Linked DNA regions of Cyprinus carpio: region 1 is linked to region 2. Evidence: chromatin contacts called from public Hi-C data. All regions are on one chromosome and are shown on one strand. Each heading gives the region's core, a stretch centred on a gene start, on an enhancer-like site or on the middle of the called end of the contact. The rest is flanking DNA. Distances are from core to core; before and after follow the strand shown. Region 1 has its middle 4.3 kb from the start of trnak-cuu. Region 2 holds the start of LOC109062446 (carbonic anhydrase-related protein-like).

What was found. Hi-C and Micro-C count contacts between places; a contact is called where the count stands out from the background.
Region 1: a contact with region 2 is called in a Hi-C map of red blood cells, with 2.4 times the contacts expected there. The contact joins the enhancer-like site here to the promoter of LOC109062446 in region 2. A contact is called at or near these places in 6 of 8 Hi-C or Micro-C datasets (liver, red blood cells and skeletal muscle).

Annotation. Positions count from the first base shown.
Region 1 is chrA2:11,221,010-11,224,840 of ASM1834038v1, forward strand. No RefSeq gene overlaps it. Among protein-coding and RNA genes, the nearest start is that of trnak-cuu, 4.3 kb to the right of the region's middle. Within about 2 kb of position 2,487, at least 3 of the 8 cell types and tissues checked have an H3K27ac peak or open chromatin away from gene starts, as enhancers often do.
Region 2 is chrA2:11,130,646-11,134,211 of ASM1834038v1, forward strand. LOC109062446 (carbonic anhydrase-related protein-like) reads right to left here and starts at 2,175. Exons shown (of 9, transcript XM_042772557.1): 1 at 1,588-2,175; 2 at 515-706. The coding sequence starts at 1,660.

The DNA of each region.
Region 1 (3,831 bases), core at 1,237-3,736, 91 kb after region 2:
GAGCGACGGATATAAAAATAGAAATATGCCTGTATTTTAAAGAGATAGTGCTCTCCAGAATCATGTTATTTACTCATCCTCATATCGTTTGAAACAGGGGCGGCGCTAGAGCCTTTTTAATGGGACACGAGCTCCAGTAATACTTCTGTGCCTCAGTGAAATCATCTGCCAATGGAGACCTTAAACCGAGAATAATTTCCCCTGATAATATTTCGGCAAAGTTTTCGATACGCTGTTTGGAATCAGAACTAAATGGCAGAATTGTAAATATATTAAAAAAGGTCTGAAAATGTAAGCAATTCAGTTTCATTCAGGCACACTGGTTTATTTTGTCTTAAGACAATAAATAAATAAATAAAACAAAAAGAAAAATAAATAAATAAAAAGAAAAGAAAGAAAGCACTTGATAGAAACAAACTTTCAAATGTCTTCTATTCTTTGTCAGAGATGAAGCTTCTCTTTATTGCACATATGGCTTGTGAATTACTCTGTACTGTAAACACAATTTATAGCCTATCCATAAGAGTTTTTTAAAAAGAGTCTTCCAAACCTTGCTGGAATCACAAAACGAGAAATTTATTATAATGTTCACGCTGCTCTATTCCAAACAACAAAAGTTAATTGTGACCAGGAGCTGGCAAGTTTCAAAAATGACTAAAAGCACCATGAAAGAATGGCTACTTAAACACTATATTCTAAGTCTTCTGAAAGTCACATCGTAGCTTTTTGTGAGAAAAGGTTTTGTGTGAATTTTAAATTCTTATTGAGAATATGCTCTGCAGCTCTCGAATATTACTTACAGTAATGGATATCCAAATATGTAACTGGTTCTTGTTCCTTTATTTGTGTGAAAAACAGCAGCATGAACATTTTGTCTAACATCTAATTTTGTATTTAATGTAAGAAAGGATTCTGCGTTGCCAGGTTTGGAACGACATGAGGTTGAGTAAATATTGACATAATTCTCATATTTGGGTGAAAATCCTAGAGGTTTAAACGTAAAAAAAAAAAAATGACACTGATGGCCACAAAACATATTTTACACCTGTGCATATGCAGAAAAGACAATCCCAATCTTAATCGGAGGATCCTGCTAGCTGGTCTGTGCTTACACACAGATGAGATGAAGACTGATTATTTAGCACAGGTATGATTCATCAGAAGCTATGTTGCCCAAAGTCAGTGTCTGTGAGCTATGTGGCCCCAGAGACGGGCTGTATTTCACTGTGAAATGAAACACTCGTGCGCTACACAAACACCCTCATTATAGCGTGATCGCCCAGGAAGATTTGCGGCAGAATGTTTTGCTCAACTTCTGCTGAAATGGGGGTGAAGGAGAGGAATGCATAACTTAACACATGACAGTTTCTCATCTCTGAGAGAAATTTATGTTAAATCCCCAAGTCTCAGCGTGATAAATTGTCCTGTTATTAGAAAGTGTAAACAAGACCATAAAGTCAGTGGTTCTGGGGGGTTGACTGTTCTAATGCTGTGCTAAATGCTAATAATAAAATGAACCTAACCCTACAATAATAAATAGTGAGGATAGAATCATAAATAGACTAATTAATGTTTTAAATGTCCGTATCTTTAATGTCAAAGTTTGTCAAAATATAGAATATGTTGGTGCAAATTCATTTGTCATTTAGTAGAAGCTCAAATTAAATAGATGCCAATATGTAAAGGTAGTTTACAAGCCCTCGTCCTTGTGATAATGATTTCATTAACAAAACTACACAAGAATTTAAAAAATGAAATCTTATCATATAAAGAAATTGTGTCTCTTCAGAACACTTGGATCAAACTGCTCAATACGTATGATTTCTTTTTATGATCTCTTTATGAATTTTAACTTAATACTCAAACTGTCAAAACAATATAATATAAAAAGTCCGTTTTTCAACCTATGCCATTTTAATGCAAATGATGGTTTATGTAGCTCATTGCGATATTAATATTTTAATGATTAATTTTACATACTTTTTTACATTTATTTTCATGCAATACACTATTTTTAATGGCTTTGGGGCCATCACTTGTCCAAAGTAAAATATGGGTTCTGAAGCAAATCCTGTTGAGAAGCTTGCAATACACTTCTTAGAATAAAACATCTTGGTAGTTTTCTTTGGTTTTTACTACTTTGCATTTGACCCCATTCATCTGTTCCTGTGTTCTGGCATCTTCTGCCGTTGTCTTTGACCAAGTGAGGCTGGTTTCCCTCCAGCTGCATCTCTTATCAGCATGAAACACAAACCCAGCCGTGAGTCTGGACTGCGTCTGTGCCCTGAGTTCTGGCTGCTGCCTGCACATAGACGCTCTACTGAGGCGGTTAAGAATCAACATCCAAACACTAGTCAGTACCGTCAACAATGCCACATCAAGTTTCCTTTTAACCTTTTACTGCACTCTTCAGAACAACCACGGTAGTAAATACCTTTCTAAATCACAAAGGAAGTTCTTTGAGGGTGTCTGCTACGAGAGACGTGTGGTTTGATGGCCTAGCGGCTCTTCGAGGACTGGAACAGCAGGTGTCTGTTGCTGTGATGCCACGCTGAGCAGTAAAGGTCACTTTTGATGGAGCTGGGCGCAAAAATATTGCATTTACTCTTTGCAGTCACGCACACAGGGGTGCCCATAGAAGTCTAAAGATAGAAGCAAAGGACACAGGGTTCCAATACATATAATTGACTGGACACGATCCTGATCTTAAACCAAACGTTCCCATCTCCTCTTCTGGTGAAGGACTCATTCATTTACAAGTGTTACCTGCCCAAAACTCTAGATTACCATGACAAAAGAGGAGCTCCAGCCCCCTCACAAGAGATTAGAAACTTAACTCGGTGGATCCTCCAGCAGTCAATTGGCCTGTGAGGGAGGACAATGCAGGAGGTGGTGGGGCTGTAATGTGTGGCACTGTGTCCTGCTGTTCTCCTTTTTGCCATGCTGACTAATGACCTTCCCCCCCTCCCCCAGCCCTCGCCTCCTCCTCTTCTTCCTCCTTCCGCCCCTCCCCCCGTGCCCTCTCACGCGATCCCCCATCCTCCCCGCTCCTCTCAGGGGTGGAGTCCAGCGGCCTGTGCTGCCAGAGAGGCGTCCATCACAGGCCTTTAGATTAGCCATAACGCCGCTCAGGACAAAAGAGCTCCTCCCCCCACACCGGCCTCCCCCTGTCCTGATGGCTAATGGAGGACAGTTCATGGATCTGCACTGATGCCACAGTCCTCCTTAGCAGATCTCTGTTTCTGAAATGACAAGCTGTGAAGCCTGACAAGATAAAAGAAGGCATAAAAGCCAAGTGATATTTAAAAAGCATAGAAATTACAAAGGTGAAAGCTTAATGTAGGCTCCCATAAAATGTTGATACAAATGCAAATGTCAAGAGTGATTCTGTAATCTCATTTGTTTTAGGGCCACTGTGAGAGAATTCATTCATACAGTAATATCTGGGCAAAGAGACTATTTCTCATCATTTGATCCCCTCTAAGTTCAGGCAGTTTTTTGTGTAATTCATTTCACCGTTACTATACATGTTGAGTGGTAAAATAAGCCCCTAGCTGCTTTCAGAAAGTGTTGACAGGGTAGATCACACAGAAGGCCAGGCTCACATGATAAAAATCACATGTAGGTATGAAAACTGATCTATCACACATTTATAGTTAAGTGTCAAAATCAGACTTGTAGGCTTGCGCTGTGAGTTAATATGCATTTTTTGCATGCTTATATGTATCCTTGCTTAAATATTTGTTGTTTTTCCTTACTAGTAAATCTGAACAGAGCCAGGCTGAGGAGTTTCCTCCATGATCAAGAAAAAACGTCTGAAAACACACTTTA
Region 2 (3,566 bases), core at 925-3,424:
AAGTCAACAGCAGGGTTGTAGTAAGCCCTCGCTGGCTTGTTTTATCGGAGGGAGGGGGAGGGGTGTAGAGTTTCAGCTGTCTGTGAGATTGACCCAGCCACTAACCTAACAGCTGTAACACAAAAACTACCCAGCACTGGAAAAAACATACCCAACATATGACCCAACAGGCTCAACCCAGCGGTTGGGTAGAAAAAATAACCCAGCATTTTTAGAGTGTAGCAATCATCCACTGATAACGTTTACTCCCTGTCAAATGCTAGAATGTAATTTTTGAATTTAGACTAGGACACTGGCAAAAATCTTAATGAGTTATTTAATGATTTTATTAGTTGTTTTTCTGTCCTTTTTGGAACTTGAAAGTTGAAGTCAATTGTAGTTAAAATAAATCTATTTTGGTGTTCAAATGTTGGTAAACAAGGCAAAAAGATGAGAAAATAAATGGCAGAATTTTCATTTTTAGTGAACTATTCCTTTACATTCAAACATAGAGAGAACTTTCAGCATGTTATACCTGATTTGGACTTGAGCATGATCCTCACAGTGTGACCGTCATTAATGACTTCACAGTCCCTGCAAACAACATAGTTGGGGTTAAGCCCCACCTCCAGGAGCCGCGGGTCATAGCGGGCCTCCCTAGAGTTAAGGTTTATGGGGGACTGGTACTCTCCATTTGCCTCGGGAAACAGAAGACCCCATTCAACACCTGGATTTATTCACAAAAGACACATTTTTTTGATTCAGTCAACCTTATAATGATGATAGCATTTTATTCTAATGCAGTTATCAAAGCATACTTATCTTGCTTTTGAGTGGATAACACTGTCCTTGTTCATGACCCACTGATCAACCTTGAAACTTTTGCACCAATCAAACTTTTTCACCATGATACTTTGTGTCAATTTAGTTGTGCATAGACATAAAATATTTGGCCTTGCCACAGATAATAAACAGTGGTCCATTTTTTTTGTCCCAGTGTTAAAACTAAATGAAGGCCGCCAGAGTTCCAGTGTCTCAAAGTCATTACTGGGGTGTCCAACAGGAATAGCAGACACAGGGGGATACAGGATGTACTCATTTTTTCCCTCTACCGCTATTCATCTCACCCTGTCTATTAATCACTCCTCTCTCTTATTTTTTTACTATTCACAATGTAAATATCTTATCTTAAATCTCACTACTAAAGAACACATTATATTATAAATGAATGCTTAGACATAAATAAACTACTGTCTTCACAAAAAGAACAATCTTGGTTTGAATACAGTTTTAAATGACTTTTTCCCTCTGCTTTTTTCCACATAATAAACATGCATTATTCAATTATGCTTAAAATATTTATTTTTTATTTATGTATTTATTTAATAAACACACTTTACAAGTTAAAAATATAGATTGCTGGTTCAAAAAAAAAAAAAAAAAATCTGAAGTGGTTATTATTGACCACAAAAAGCACAGACATTTTTGTCTGTGTATTTAAAGAATCGTTTTTGTTTTTATAGTAATTCCTGATCATGGGTATGACAATAAAGTTTCATGTTTCACAAAGAGTAGAATTAGCCAGTCATTCTCTCACTGAATCCTTACCTTCTTCATAGCCCCAGTTCAGCTCATCTTTGCCAAGGTAGTTCTCGGTCTCCTCAATAACATTATCTGCCATGGCCACTGAATTACAGCTTTCAGAACAACTTATGTTATGTCCTGAGCAGATGGCAAAAACTAGTTCTTTCCAAACCTGTTTTCACGGTGAAGTCTTCCTCGTCGTTTGCTCACTTCCCATCCATAAAACATGAAGAAAGTGGTCTTTAACAACACAAGTGGAGGAGATTGAACTCAATAGCTTCAAAGACACAATGTCCACTCTGAGACTGCAGCCAACACAAACCAGTCGTCATTCCATTGAAGATGATGAGTATTCTTCTCCTGTTCTCTTCTATGAAAGTTGTCCTTTCTGTACCAACCAAAAGTAAGTTCACAAACTCACTCTATTAGCTACTATAGTCCACATGGTTCCCCCACAAGCCATCTGATTGGCTGCGTGCAGTGACTCTTAAGCCTCTGATGTAGCACCATAGAAACAGTCCAGCAGTCCAGCCTGGTTTACAGTCAGGCCACGGCAAGCACAGTGCACACTGGCAGGAATGCAGGAGTGATGTTGCTCTTGGAGAGTTCCTCCCACAATGGAGGAAATGGGTGTGGTTAAATAAAAAAAAACACCCACCCACAAGGGGGAGGGTGAAGAAGGAGAGACTGAAGAGAGGGAAGGTCTGTTATTGTTTGCTTTTCATATTACTGATGGTGTTTTTAAGGTAAGGATGAGAAGGGCCCATGTGGTGTTTTCCCAAGGCTGATGGTTATTATTCTTGCAAGTTATTTCCTGTTCACTGGTGAAACAAATGTCCAGAAACAGCTCTACCAACTTTTAAATTAGAAGTTTGCAGAAGACCTTGTTGTTTGTCAGCACAGTCAACTCTTATCTCGGTTCAACAATGCTAAATATTATTTTATCAGCTGGACAACAGTAGCTTGATTATGCTATCAAGAACAGTTTAAACTTCCATTAGATGGATGTATAAAAGTCTCCTGAATGCACTGATTGACCCAGATAAAATATTTTAACAACTGGAGGAAGTGAACACTATGCACATTGCCTTGAATTCTATACTTAGAAACTACTTTGACCCTAATTTTCTAAAATTAAAGACAGCACATTACACAAAAGTGCAATCACTACCTAATTAATTATAAGTAGGTCGTTTTACTCCCCAAAGCTCAGGGACTAGAACATGGTTGTCATGTGATCTCAGGATCCTCTATGTTAAATCTATATTTTATCAGATATTTTGGGAAATCTGAATTAGCAAGCATCAAAACAAGCATTTTATCAGGAAGGTGTTCTCTGGTATGGTGTTTGAGAATTTTGAATTCATTTGAATACTTTGAATAATTATTTCACTGAGTTCATAAGATTACAGCACTGACCTCTAGTGGACATTACAAGACATGACAATATCCTCAGAGACGAAGAATGTAAGTGGTTTGGTACAAAAAGCTACGATTAATAATAGAACGTGTCCATTTCTGACTCACCTTTGACCTTGCTTATGAAGCTAGAGGGGGCAAACAAATATACTAAATAATGTCTAAGATATCAATGCAGGATGACCATCAGGCCTGACTCTATTGAATCAGTGTGTTGTTAACTGCTGCAACAAATCATGCTGAATTCATAAATGAGCAGGACCATTGAAAAGAATTGGTTTTTAACTCCAAACTGTTGCTTCCAGCTAAAATATGAGTCATCTATCCATAATATTGCTTTCTTCAGTGAAAATGTTATTTTGTCTGACTCAGGAGAGAAATATGCACAGAACACTGTTTACAAGCAAAAACTGTATAAAACTGTTCTAAACAAATGTCAGTGGATTTTGATATGAGATTACAACATAGGATGGATCATATTTTGCCCAGAAGCAATGGTTTAAAGTTAAATCTCCTTAATGATGGATTTTTTACTTATAAACACAGTGCTTTTCACTTCACAAGACGTTAATTGGCGGACTGTA